2 separate regions of the Mus musculus genome follow, and region 2 is linked to region 1. A link is a contact called in public ChIA-PET data. All regions are on one chromosome and are shown on one strand. The core of a region is the stretch at or near the end of the contact, and the rest is flanking DNA. Distances in the headings are between cores, read along the strand shown.

Region 1 (7,008 bases), core at 1,780-4,279:
TCTTCACAAGTGCTGAGGGTGGCCAAAGACTGCTGTAGACAGCTCCTGGGACTCTCTATGTTACTGTGGTAACACATATCACCTAGGGGCAGTGTCTTAGTTAGTGTTTTACTGTTGTGAACAGACACCATGCCCAAGGTAACTCTTATAAAAACAACATTTAATTGGGGCTGGCTTACAGGTTCAGAGGTTCAGTCCATTATCATCCAGGCAGGAGCATGGCAGCGTGCAGGCAGACATGGTGCAGGAGGAGCTGAGAGTTCTACATCTTCATCTGAAGGCCGTGCTAGCAGAAGACTGGCTTCCAGGCAGCTAGAATGAGGGTCTTAAAGCCCACACCTACAGTGACACATCCACTCCAACCAAGCCACACCCACTCCAACAGGACCACACCTTCTAATAGTGCCCCTCCCTGGACTGAGCATAGACAAACCACACAGGCTGCCTCCATTTTGAGGTGGCTGCTGGCTGACTCTTAGGTCTAGGGTGGAGGCATTCGGGCTTTCATCCTGTCTGGGTGGCTGTCACTGTGGTCTTTTGTCACAGGGTTTGTAGCTTATGGGTGGCAACGGGCCTCTTGGCCAGAAGTTCCTTGATGACCCAGACTCCCAGTTTGTGACTCTGTCTTTAGGGGCTGTGGCAGGGAAGAAAGGAGGGGCCTGCAGCAGGAGGGAACTGAGGTGAGGATGAAGTGGCAGCTGGTCTCTGTAGGGATGCAGGAGCCTGTGTTGTCCTTATAGGGTTAAGGCACAAGTTGGTGGCCCAGGCCTTTGGTCTCAGTTTTCACATCTGTGGCATGGGACTGCCCTGACTTGGGGAGCCTGCTTGTGATCTCTGAGACAGCGATAGGCCCGCTCTGGAAGCCCACAGTTGACCTCTGATATGTTACCACACTGGGGACTTTCTGCCCTGCCATGCAGGTTCTGTGCCTTCACCAGTGGAACACAGGGCTGAACACAGCCACCCTGCCATCTGCAAGATCCCCCATCCGAGGCTCCCAGTAGCCCATAATAAAAAGGCGTAGTCCCAGCTCTCTAAGACTGAGTAGGAACAGCTCTTCCATGCTCAGCACCTCCATGGCTCCACCAGACCATGCGTGGATCTCCAGGGCTAATGAAACTGGGTTCCCTGTCTTCTCTGTCCCCAGCTGGCCACGTGCTCTTCCAGCCCCCCTATTCAGGCCTCTGTAAAGGCGGGGATCCCTTTCCTCTTCTCTCCCTTTGCTGGAAGACCCACCCCCCCATGTGGAGTGGTTCTCCTTCCAGTAAGGTTGCCTACAACGCTCTGAGGTTCTTAGGGTTTTATGCAGAGGCATTTTTGCCTGCCCTCCTTTTCCTAGGAGAGCATCACGCTTTCCAGGCAGAGCTAGAATTAAGGACTAGATCTGCCTAATTTTCTGCCACCCTCCAACAGCCTGACACCGAATAGTGATTCCACAAACACTGTAGGATAAACAAACAAATAAGGAGTGAGCGGGCTAGTACATGAGGTCTCATCCAGTGACTTCACAGAAGAGCATCGTGCCTAGCCTCATGTTCCTTCCTGTCATAATTTTGTCCCCCACAACCTCCACCCCTGGCTTGGCAGCTTTTGGCTCTAGATGATCATTAGGCTCACTGAGGCTGCAGATGGGGGTCTCCCCGCCTCCATTTGACTGTAGCCTGGAGGCTGGTAGGTTTGCTCCTTATTCTTAGAGGGCCCGATTTAGGACATGTCCTCCCCAAAACCTTCATGGGGGAGAACTAGATCTCCAACCTCCTGTGTGGCTCAGGAATCAGGTGTGTGATAATTTGGCAAAATTGGGGCCAGTGACAGGAGTTTGCTGGCTGGTTTTTACAAAGGGTACCCAAGGTGATCTCACTCACGGCAGGTCTTCTCAGTGACCTGCCACAGTGGCCCTTGAAGCCAGCTGGTATTAGTGACACTAGCCTCCGAAGTCAGGAAGGCTCCCCAAACTGCAAGAGGATGCACGGTGTCGATGGGCGGCTCTGATGCCTGCTGAGAATGGAACTCTGACTGGGAATGGGCACTTTTGCTCCATTTTGCAGATGAGGACATTGAGGGCCACAGGAAGGGCTTAGAATGATGGTGCCCAGGGCCGGAACCGACTACCCTGGGTGGTTACTGTCCAGGAGAAGCTGCTCTTTTTCCTGAAGTCATCATGTCTCCAGGATCCCCCCCTCCCCATCAGCAAGCATGGACCTGGGGTCATGTCCTTAAAGGTGGTGACCTTGAGCAGATCACAAGGTCACTGGCAGTAGGAAGACCTTAGGTGTGGGAGGAAGCTTGGCAGAAGCACAGTGCGCATTTCACTTCAGAGACAGCATTGACTTTGCATCTAAGAGCAATAGAGGGGCTGGAGAGATGGCTCAGCGGGTAAGAGCACTGACTGCTCTTCCAAAGGTTCTGAGTTCAAATCCTAGCAACCTCATGGTGACTCACAACCATCTCTAATGGAATCTGATGCCCTTTCCTGGTATGCATGAAGACAGAATGCTCATACAACATGATATACATAAATATAAATCTTTAAAAATATCCAAGTGACAGAAACAAGAGGGAGACCAGATCTCAGCACTTCAACACAAATGCTCTTTTCTTTGTATTAATATTCTTGCAGATGCCCTTCCAGGACACAGGGCACTTTGCCCTATTTCTGGAGCAGGTGACAGGGCTTCCAGTCTGCCTATGAGGTAGGCTAGAAGCCTTAGGAAGAGCCTCAGTAGCCAGGCGGTGGATGCTTTTATTATAGCCTGGCCTGGCTGAGCAGGGGTTAATCAGCTGGGCAGAGAGGGCACCCACTGGGCAGAGTGTCTAGCTGGAGCTTAGATTCACAACAGCTAGCTCAGCCAGGATGCTATGCTGGAGTGCGTGGAATCCCAGGGGTTAGGGTTAGGGTTAGGGTTAGGGTTAGGGTTAGGGTTAGGGTTAGGCTGTGGGCTCTGGATGAACAGCCAGCAACCTTCTAAAAGAGCACACAACAGGAAGCTGTTATCCCATGACGCTGTTGGCTCCTACCAATAGAACTACCTGTTGATACCAGGGCTTGAAGATGAGTATCTTACTCTCAGACAGTCCAGGACACGAGGCTTAGGTAGCAACCAGGATAACCCGCTCAGGAATAGGGTGTGGAGGGAACAAACCCGCTCAGGAATAGGGTGTGGAGGGAACAAACTTCATTTTTCTACCCATCCTTCCAACAGAAGAGATTGGGAAATCTGTAGTCCTGAGGGCTGGAAACTAGCTGGATAACACGGAGGCTGCGGCTGGATTTCACATGGCCGACAGGGGGCGCCTTCTACCCAGTTCCGGACCTACAGTGGCGGCTGGTTCCCCTCCTCCCTCAAGGCTTATCATCCAAGGTGCCTCAGCTGTGCTGGGGTTGACGCACAAAGGTGGGACACTGGCCTGCTGGGAGGGAAGAGTGGGGGTGGGGTACATGCAGGGGCGGGAGGATGACGGAGTAGGATGGGGTGAGGTAAGCGGTGAATCGTCCTGCTTGGTCACCCCTCTTAGGTAAGGTCACGACCCTACCCTGGAAAGGGGCCCTCTCCACCACCACTAAAAGCTCTTTGATGCCCACGCTGTGACTCAAACGCGTGCCTTGAATGTCACCGCGACACCAAGAAGATAAGAATAACTCCGGTTTGAGGAGCAGTGACCTCATTCAGTCCCACCTCCCTCTTGCTGGCACAAGGCCAAGTTGCCCACTGCTCTGGGCTTCAGTTTCTCCATCTTATTACTTGGGGATTCCAATTCTCAGTTTCAGGGCTGTAAAGGGGGGCGGGGCAGATGGAACTCAGCCGGCTAATAACAACCAAGAGAGCAAGGATGGGGGAGGGGGAAGAGGGACAAAAAGGCAGTGGGAAGTTCTAGGTACCCACTAGTAAGAGGCTGATGTAACTTCTATGTCTTTCCTTTGCTGACTTGAACTTGTTCTTGGATCCCACGTCCCTGGAAGGGTAGATGCCCTCAATCCAAGGCCCATGACAGCGCTGTGGGTGGGACCCCATCCCCACAGGTGCCCTACTGTGCCCCATCTCCACTTCAGGACTGAGTTGATTCAGTCGACACAGGCAGGTACATGTACATACCCACTGCACACACCTACTACACATGCTGCAGGCTGTGGATAAAAGTCGGGGGTGGGGAGAAGATGGCGTGGGGGTGTGCTCTTCACAGAGAAACGGGAGTCATCTATATGGTGACCTGAGCCCGACTTGCCAGGTACTGCACTGCTGCTCAGGGTTGTCACAGATCTTAAAGCAGGTTGACCTCCTTTGTGTCTACCTGTGACTGGGATCCTGAGCATCTACAGTGTGTGTGTGTGTGTGTGTGTGTGTGTGTGTGTGTGTGTGTGTGTGTGTGCCTGTGCTGGGTTGCGTGCACTCTCTGAGGGTAGAGGTGCATCTGTTTTGCCACAGTGGCACTGGCCTTCACAGCTCTGGACAGAGATGCTAGAGCCTGGATTTCATGGCTCCTGGGTCTGCTGGGAGGGAAGAGAGGAGGAGGGAAGGTGGGCGTAGAGCTCTCCCCTCAGTCTGTACTATCTGCATGAAAGTGTAGCCGCATTTCATATTAGCCACAACCCTGGAAGGCAAGTGCTACTGTACTTGGTTCAGCAGAGGGATGCTTTGAGAAGCTTGCTATATAGGAATTACCAGAATTTTGGGGTGCCCCTGTATGCCTGTAAGGCTGTGGCCACATTTTTCTGGGACCCTCCTGTACTTTTGTTTGTTTGGTTTTTTCTTTTCCTTTCTTACTTACTTTCTTTCTTTCTTTTTTTTTTTGACAAAAATCTCTCTACTACATAGTTCTGCCTGCCCTTGAACTCTTGAACTCAGAGAGAGCCCCCTGCCTCTGTGTCCCAAATGCTGGGACTAGAGGCATCTGTTTCTGTACTGTTTCTACCCCTACCCTGTAGGGATCCCCAACCCCATGACCACCCAGGAGGTGTCACTGAGCTCCCCTGAGCTTGTGTTCTGTTTGCCCTTTGAGTTTTCGATGGCCCAAAGCCAAGGAGTGGCCCCACCAACCTCACCATGGCCAGTGTGGTGGTTGCTCAGGAAGGGGGCTGTGGCTCCCTGCCTATCCTCAGGCAAGCTCATCTCTGCCTCCTTAGCACCTGCTGGGTACAGAGTACCCATGTGCCTCAGAGGGATACAGAGTGTGTTCTTTTTTTTTAAAAAAATTTATTTATTTTTATTATATGTAAGTACACTGTAGTTGTCTTCAGACACTCCAGAAGAGGGAGTCAGATCTCATTACGGATGGTTGTGAGCCACCATGTGGTTGCTGGGATTTGAACTTCGGACCTTCGGAAGAACAGTCGGGTGCTCTTACCCACTGAGCCATCTCACCAGCCCACAGAGTGTGTTCTTAAAGCAGGCAGGCTCCTGGCAGCTTCGCTCTGGATTCCCCTTCCATTTCCTGCCTTTTGTCTTCTCCCATCAAAACATCTCCAGGACTGGTTCAAAGGTCGGTTCCTGGGAGTGAGCTTTGGGACTTTGGAAGCTAGGGGAGCCTGACAGGGTCAGAGATCTCTGTCTCTGCCTCCTCCTACAAGGTAGAGACTAATGATTCCTAGCTAATAAGATTGCTGTCGTGAGCAGCAAAGATACAAAATAGTCAGCACACGTAGGCTGGGGCATCATCATCATCCACTCTATTGTTACTATCTCTGTCACCATTGCCAATTCCATCACCATCAGATCAGCATCATGGCCAACAGCTTGCCATCATCACCATCATTACCATCTGCACTATCACCACCACCACCATCATCACCACCATCCTCACCATCGTCATCACAAACACCATGACTGTTACCATCACCATCAGTGTCCCACATCACCATCAACAACGTCTCCTCACCTGTCATTACTATCATTGCCATCCCTACTGTCTTAGTCAGGGTTTCTATTCCTGCACAAACATCATGACCAAGAAGCACTTGGGGAGGAAAGGGTTTATTCAGCTTACACTTCCACATTGCTGTTCATCACCAAAGGAAGTCAGGACTGGAACTCAAGCAGGTCAGGAAGCAGGAGCTGATGCAGAGCCCATGGAGGGATGTTCTTTACTGGCTTGCTTCCCCTGGCTTGCTCAGCCTGCTCTCTTATAGAACCAAGACTACCAGCCCAGAGATGTTACCACCCACAAGGGGACCTCCCCCCTTGATCACTAATTGAGAAAATGCCTTACAGCTGGATCTTGTAGAGGCATCTCCCCAACTGAAGCTCCTTTCTCTGTGATAACTCCAGCTGTGTCAAGTTGACACAAAACTAGCCAGTACAATTGACCCCTTGTCATCTTGACACACAAACACATCACTAGTAAGCCTCAACCCTTAGTTTCTTATTCATCCCCATGATCTAAATAACTTTAAAAGTCCCACAGAATTTGCAAATTCTTAAAATTTCAATCTTTCTTAAAATCCAAAGTCTTTACAATTTAAAGTCTCTTAACTGTGAATTCCACTAAAATACTTCCTTCAAGAAGGAAAAGCATCAGGGCACAGTCACAATGAAAAGCAACATCAAACTCCAACTGTCCAATGTCTGGGATCCAACTCATGATCTTCTGGGCTCCTCCAAAGGCTTCGGTCACTTCTCCAGCCTTGCCCTTTGTAGCACACACGTTGTCTTCTAGGCTCCAGCTGCCTGTACTCCATTGCTGCTGCTGTTCTTGGTGGTCATCTCATGGTGCTGGCATCTCCAAAACACTGCTGTCTTCCACTGTAACTAGGCTTCACCAACAGCCTCTAATAGGCTCTTTTCATGGTGCCAAGCCTCAACTCCTTTACATGACCCCTTCTGTCCTGGGCCATCAATTGCAAATGAGGCTGCACCTTCACCAATGGCCTTCCATGGCCTATCACAGTGCCGAGCCTCAGCTGCTCTGCATGACCCCTTTATGCCTTCAAAACCAGTACCACCTGGGTGACTCTTACACATTACCAAGTACTGCTGCTGCACGAGGTACTACCTTGGCTATCTCTGGAACACA
Region 2 (7,008 bases), core at 2,343-4,842, 180 kb before region 1:
GCAACAGAAAAACTGATGAATAAACTCAAGCTCAGTTAAATCAGCAGTAGGGGTGGGGACAGGGGTAAGTGAGGCCCTGGCTGACTCTGCTCAGTGTGCCACAGAATAAAGAGATTCAGGAGACCCAGAGCATCTGTATTAGGTTGTTGGTAATCTGCCCAGCACTAAGCACCACAGGTGAACGCACCTCCATTCACAGGGACAGGACGGCACCGAGAAAAGGCAGAGACACAGACTCCTACTCCTTACCATCATCACCACCTACATTTTCCTCCCCCGTAACCATGGGCCCATCTCCCTCCATGCACATTGCCTTCAGAAACTGTATAAGTGATGCAGAATGCTTATGGAACTCCTGGAGGAGAGGACCAGAATAGCCAGCTGTGCTCCTGCCCAGTTGCTGTTACGCAACACCTAGCCTGTCCTTTATCTTCTCCTCAGACACACAAGGATGAACCTCATCACCTAGCTTACACACGTACAACACCCACTTCCACTTACCCAGTCTTGGACATGACACTTGGAGCATGAGCTAACTAACAGTCCCACTCCTGCTGGGCATGAGGCTGCAGCCCCGTGGAAAACAGGAAGGCACAGTGGCACAGTGTCACTGAGTGCTGGCACTGCAGCCTCTGCACAGGCTGTCCTAGCTAAACAGCCCAAAACTGGCTGCTTAACCCTCACACCACCCAACGGGTGCGAGAACGGGCCCATGCCACCCCCCACCCCCACCCCCACATGCTGTTAGTTTTCAGTCAGTCTCACACGTAGCTGATACTTCATGTTAGCTGCTTATTACAACGGTTACTGTCACTATGGCTACTGACATGCAAGTACAAGGACATCTTAATGACTCAATGTTAGCATTTCATACCTGACACTCAGACATTGCCATGGTTTTGTACGGAAAAGAATCAGACGCTTACTGTCATCTGTTAAAGCAAAATAGCGGCCAGACTTGGAGAAGGTGGACGCCAGAATCGAGTCACTCCCTGTGTCTGCGGGCTGTCCGTCCTCCCTGAAAGGGCAGGGAGAGAAAAGGAAACAATTAGGCCTCGCCTGAGTTGCCGGGCTTGTCCATCCTAACACAGGTGAAGTGGAAGATGTTGGTCAGTCAGTTCATGCAGCCAGAGTGTGATGGCAGACTCAGGGGACCCAGGGATGTTCAGAGAACAGCTCTAATTTCCCAAGCATGAAACCTAACTCAACAGGCTAACATCCAGCAGAGGCTGGAAGGACTCGCAGACATCACATGGTCTAGCCCTCACAGACATGGACTAACCCAAGGCTAGAGGCAGGGACCGATAAAATTAGTAACAAACGGAGTCCCAAGACCAAGCCACCACACAAAACAGTCACAGGCTGCTCTGTACCTTTCAATTAGTTAATTCCCCACACCTGCCCTCAATACACTTCATTTGAAATGGTCACTGTTACTTTAAAGGGCCAGCAACAAAAATGAATACTAAAGAAATTAAAATTAAAACAAGACAAAAAAAATCTAAAAGTATTTGAGAAGGTCCTACATATTCTGAATGCCTCCATTTAAAGTTCCTTCCATGTTCCTCTCTGAAATGGAACCAAGCCTAGCCTCACAGCTAGGTAACCAGACCTAGAACTTCAGCGAGTGTGCTATTCCCCGGGCTCACTGCTCAAACCACAAGTGCTTCCCTGCCATCTCACCCTTTATCTTCTGGCGTGGCCTTCTTCTCTGCAGTACTGCAGTCGTATGTGAAGACACAGTCATCATCACTAAAGGGAAGAGACAGGAGTGAACATCTTTCTCTTGGAACAAAAACATTCCATCGTCATTACATTATGGGTCTTAGCCATGACAGAGAAGAGCCAAGAACTGCCATTGCTTAACCTCCTAGTAGTATACATCAATCAGTGTGCCATGGTACTCTTAATCAATATAGTATTCTTCCAGCCGCCAACCTGTTGATTCTAAGGAAATTATATTCTGATACTGTTTTTTTTTTGTTATGGTGGTAGTTTCTCTGTATAGCACAGGCTGTCCTGGAACTTGCTCTGTAGACCAGACTAGCCTTGAACTTGGATATCCACCTGCCTCTGCCTGAGTGCCAGGATCAAAGGTGTCCAGTACCGCTGCCCCTACCACCTCCACCTCCATCCCCCATTACCCCACCAGTTCTGATTTTTTAATTAATTTATTATATATGTGTGCATGTGCGTGTGTGTGTTCTGCCTGCATGTATGCTTGCATACCAGAAGAGGGCACCAGATCTCATTATCCATGGTTATAAATCGCCATGTAGCTGCTGGGAATTGAACTCGGGACCTCTGGAAGAACAGCCAGTTCTTCAAGCCCTCTGGTATTATTTTTCAACTCGGCTTTCCTCCCAAATTTATAACTGCTGAGGCTGTCTTTACAGAATTCAGAAACAAGTCTCACCTGCCCCCGTGAGCTCCAGGCTCTTACTCATGTGGGAATCAAACACTTTCCAAATCAGAACTTAAGCTCCCTTCTTTTGCTCTGACCCTGTACCCTGACAACCTATAAAGTGGCAGGCACCAAAGACTTCTCCAGTTAAACACTCAACTGCAGAAAGAAGAGTCATTTTCCAAGTCTGAAACTTTGTTGGCCAATGGCATTCCCCAAAAGGCACAAATTGAGGAACGTTCCTAATCTTCACATGTACCAAAACTAAACGGGAAGGGGAAAAAAAGAAGCCGATACGGACTGCCACTGATCCTCTAGGCTCGTGGTAATCAACTACTTGCTCAAAGAATCCTTTGACCGAGCACAACGTATACATAAAGACAGAAATAACATAAAGCAAAACTTTATGTCGTGTGAAGGGTCTTTAGGGAGATGCTCACTTCAGGTTCTGCGTGCGTCCTGCCTTTGGGAGGAGTCGGGTTAAGAACCCAAAATCCCTTAAGAGCAACTAGAGCCCGGTTGCAAGACGCAGACCAAAGATAGAGCATGTTTTGTGCTCAGTGAGAAAACCTTTAGGGTTCCCTAATATATGACCCTCATCAGGGAGGTGCCAAGCGGGCCAAAATTGAACACCAGGACCCCCTAGAAGCCTGGGCAATGCGACACCCACGTGACTTAGCCCTCCCAGCGCAGCGCAGGCGCCTCAGAGTCCGGAAGTACCCCTACTCTGAACAGAGAGAGCGCCCGGGACCCGCCGGGCAGGTTACGGGGCGTTGCGCCGTGGTGAAGAGGCGCCGAGGACAGGGAATCCGGGAGGACACAGAACACTGCCGCGCCGGCCCCGCTGCCCTCAGCCCGGGCCTCTTACCTGCCCGTAGTGGAGAAGGCTAGGAACCGGCTGCCTCCTCGCACCACCAGCGTCTGGGCGCACAGTGCCAGCCCCGCAGAGCTCGCCATGGGCCCGCCCGCCGCCTCCGGACACGTGCGACGCGCTGCGCCCTTCCTGTTGGCGCTTGTCAGTGATGTCACTCGGCGCCGCGCGAACGGCGTGCCGTCCAGGAGCATGCGCGCAGGGCGTAGTCTCATTTGATTTCGGTGCCCGGAGGTGCTGATGCTGTAGATCCCTCCACCTGCCTTTGGTGATTGACTTTTCTGCCTGTCAGGTTAGGTGGCTTCTCTTGGACGGGGTCTGGTACTCATTGTGTGCCGGTTTAAAAAAAATAACAACAAAAAACTGCTGTGTGGCATCAGAATTGGATGGCCAGGCCCAATATGTAGCCATGAATGCGTACGAGTCACTGGAAATGTGCTCATTTAAGACAAACACCTCTTGGACCCCCAGCTGTCAAACGAGTCTAACGGTGTGCCTGCCCAGATCACCAAAAGACTCGTTCCATCCATCCCAGTGACTCACGACGTCCAGAATATTGTGGTCTCTTATAGGTTGGATGTGAACCTCCAAGGCAGCTCCTAAAAAGATGGTTTATTTGCCCCACCCACCCAACACACCCTAGTGAAAGTAAACTCTTTGATCTGATCAGTGTCCTGTTTCAAAGTCACACTTACTATGCTGTGTACAACTGCTATCTTAAGGTTGTGCAGTTCTCTGAGTGAGTCTAACTTATAAAGCAGCAATTGGCTCCATTTTTACCTGAAACTGAGTCAGAACGACTCTTCATTTTACTTGTACAAGCTGGGAGGTGGTAGCACTCGTCTTTAATCCCAGCACTTGGGAGGCAGAAGCAGGCAGATCTCTTGAGTTTGTGGCCAGCCTGGTCTAACAAGTTCCAGGATAGCCAGGGCTAGACAAAGAAACCCTGTCTATAAACAAACAAACAAACAGTAAAAAAAATCTCTCGTGCAAATGAAATCACCACCTACAGATGCAATTAAGTTAAATCATGGGTGAAACAAAATCGTATCAGAGAAGTCAGGTCTTGAGCTTATCCAACGCCATAGCAATGAGAAATGGAACCCCTTCGCAGGACTATAAAGCAATAACCTAATACTAAGGCACCACTGAGCTCCTCTGTCACCATGCCCTCTTATACAGTGCTGACACTGAGGACAGGCAGGCCCATGCCCAGGTATGCAATAGCTCACGCGAGACAAACGCTAATGTGATGATGGCATCAGGCTGTCACACGGCTGAAGCCCACTGGGCAGACTTCTTAGTACTCATAAGCAGGTTACACCTTAACTGGGCCTGAGATCTGCCCTCTTAGGTGCCTCTCCTTTTCCAGAACCCTCTAGATTACTTTGAAGAATGCGCCCTTTGAATGGATTTTCACCCCTTACTTCCTGTCCTTAGGAAATCCAGAACCCAGAAGCCTTTCTTCGTGTTAAACTACCCACAACTACCCCGGTTTGCCTTGCATCAGTTGGTGGTGCTTTAACTACCCCCTCCCCACAAAAAATAAAATAAAATAAAAGATGGGCTCTCATTTAAATATAACTGAGAAGTCCCTGGCAGCTGATAGCTCCTGGGAGAGGGAAAGTCAGCTTTCTTCAAGGATACAACTTCTGAGAAGCCACGTGACCCATGATCTTGCATATGCTGGCAGCCCTAAATGGATTCAGTGAGTTACACACACACACACACACACACACACACGCATACATAAACGTGCACATACATAAGTGCACCATCGGGAAGGAGTAGTGGTGGCAAGGACAGGGAAGTAATGAAGGGTGAACTTTATCAAAAATAAATATGTATGTGTGGCATTCTCAATAAAAAATATTAAAAATAAAAGAGCAAGGCTGGGTGGCTCCAAGTTTAAGGCCAGCCTGGTTTACATATCAAATTCCAGGCTAATCAAGGCTACATAGTGAGACCCTGTCTCAAGAAGAAAGGAGGAGGAAGAGGAAGAGGAGGGAGGGAGGAAGAAGGAAGAAAGAAGAAGGAAGAAGAGGAGGAAGAGAAGAAAGAAGAAGAAAGAAAGAGAGAAAGGCTCCAGAGAGATGGCTCAGCAGTCCAGAGTGTGTGCTGCTCTTCCAGAACGCCTGAACCCACATCAGGAAGCTCACAGTTTCCCAGATTCCTCTAATTCCTCTTACGGAGCATCTGATGCCCTCTTCTGGCCTCCATGACCATGAATTCACATGCACAAATTCACACACACACACACACACACACACACACACACACAATTTAAAAAATAAAAATAAACAAATTTTTAAAATATATAAAAACAAGCCCGGCTGTGGTGACACACACCTTTAATCCCAGCATCTGGAGGAAGAGGCAGGCAGATCTCAGTTCCAGGACAGCCATTGCTTCTTGTCTGAAAAACCTTATCTCTGAAGAAAAAAACAAACAAGCCAATCCTAAACCATAACACTAAGAGTCCTTGTAGCTGTGGCTTCCTCCCTGGATCCTGTATGTGCTGCTGCCAAATCATCAAACTCCTGAGACAAAGCCCTCCAAAGTAATCCCTCTGGCATTAGGTTCAGTTTTAGAATTGACACTTTGCCTGTGTCCCCACCCCCTTTCTCTCTTTTTCCTCCTACCCCTCCTCTCTCCCTCCTCCCTCACCACTAACTCAGGTTCCTTTCCCCCAGTTTTACATAATTGTTACAATTCAATTGTCCAATTCCCCCGGGCCTCTGCTGGGATACTGATTAGGAAATAATTGAATTTATTAGACTGTTTTGAATAAAATTAGCATGTTTACACTGTGCAGAAAGCCACCTTGGCCCTACCTCTAATAGCTTTACCCTTAGCTCTGTGTTATCTTACATTATTCTTTAAAACAACCTATTTAAATATATACTTACTACAATATATGGGGTTTTGCTAATATCATGAGATCTTTTAAAATTATGTTTTGTAATTGTGCCTGCCATCTATAGAGATACAGTTTCTGTTTTTTGTAAATTGCTCTTGCACCCAGCACTTCTTGCAAATTCTATCATGAATTCTCATCTTATTTCTCATTGCCTCATGGGACTTGGTAGCAGATGCTGCCAGCTATCCCTAGCATGTAGCCATCAGCCCTTGTAGAGGGAGGGGCCGCTGCAGGCTGCTCCTGGGGCTTCAGGTCAGCTGTGTGCCACCTGGGTTTAGCCAGAATGCCCAGACAGAGAGTAGAATCCCCTGACAATGTGTTCTCCCCAACAGCTCCTGCGCTGTGGCCAAGCCCATGGTGGTCCCTGTTTCCCACACTGTCTCTATGGTACCATGGAGCCTCCACCACAAAGGAGATGGTAGCTTCCTGCTGTGGTGAATCTCTTCAGCATTTCTATCATGGTGTGCTCTGTTTTGTTTTTTGTTTTGTCTTTTTTTTTTCTTTCCCCAAGACAGGGTTTCTCTATAGAGCCCTGGCTGTCCTGGAACTCACTCTGTAGACCAGGCTGGCCTCAAACCAGAAATCCACCTGAGTCTGCCTCCTAAGTGCTGGGATTAAAGGCGTGCACCACCACCGCCCGGCGGTGTGCTCTGTTTCAATGTCTCTACTAAAATGCACATTAAAATTCAGTCTTGCAGAGAGATGGCTCAGTGGTTAAGAGCACTGATTGCTCTTTCAAAAATCCTGAGTTCAAATCCCAGCAACCACATGGTGGCTCACAACCATCAGTAATGAGATCTGATGGCCTCTTCT

Evidence for each region. ChIA-PET counts read pairs in DNA pulled down with a chosen protein or histone mark.
Region 2: a contact with region 1 is called in an RNA polymerase II ChIA-PET map of memory CD8 T cells, with 6 read pairs. The contact joins the promoter of Wdr4 here to the enhancer-like site in region 1. A contact is called at or near these places in 5 of 39 promoter capture datasets (the 3T3-L1 cell line, the C10 cell line, hippocampal neurons and 2 more), 6 of 115 datasets of contacts at active chromatin or transcription factors (embryonic stem cells, memory CD8 T cells, microglia and 1 more) and 3 of 9 other capture datasets (adipose tissue, liver and pancreatic islet).

The regions. Positions count from the first base shown.
Region 1 is chr17:31,690,127-31,697,134 of GRCm38.p6, forward strand. No RefSeq gene overlaps it. Among named protein-coding and RNA genes, the nearest start is that of Gm30187, 15 kb to the right of the region's middle. Within about 2 kb of position 3,030, at least 93 of the 459 cell types and tissues checked have an H3K27ac peak or open chromatin away from gene starts, as enhancers often do. A contact at or near this core is called in memory CD8 T cells, pancreatic islet and pro-B cells, where this site is marked.
Region 2 is chr17:31,508,895-31,515,902 of GRCm38.p6, forward strand. Wdr4 (WD repeat domain 4) reads right to left here and starts at 3,593. Exons shown (of 11, transcript NM_021322.2): 1 at 3,273-3,593; 2 at 1,684-1,752; 3 at 875-1,018. The coding sequence starts at 3,490.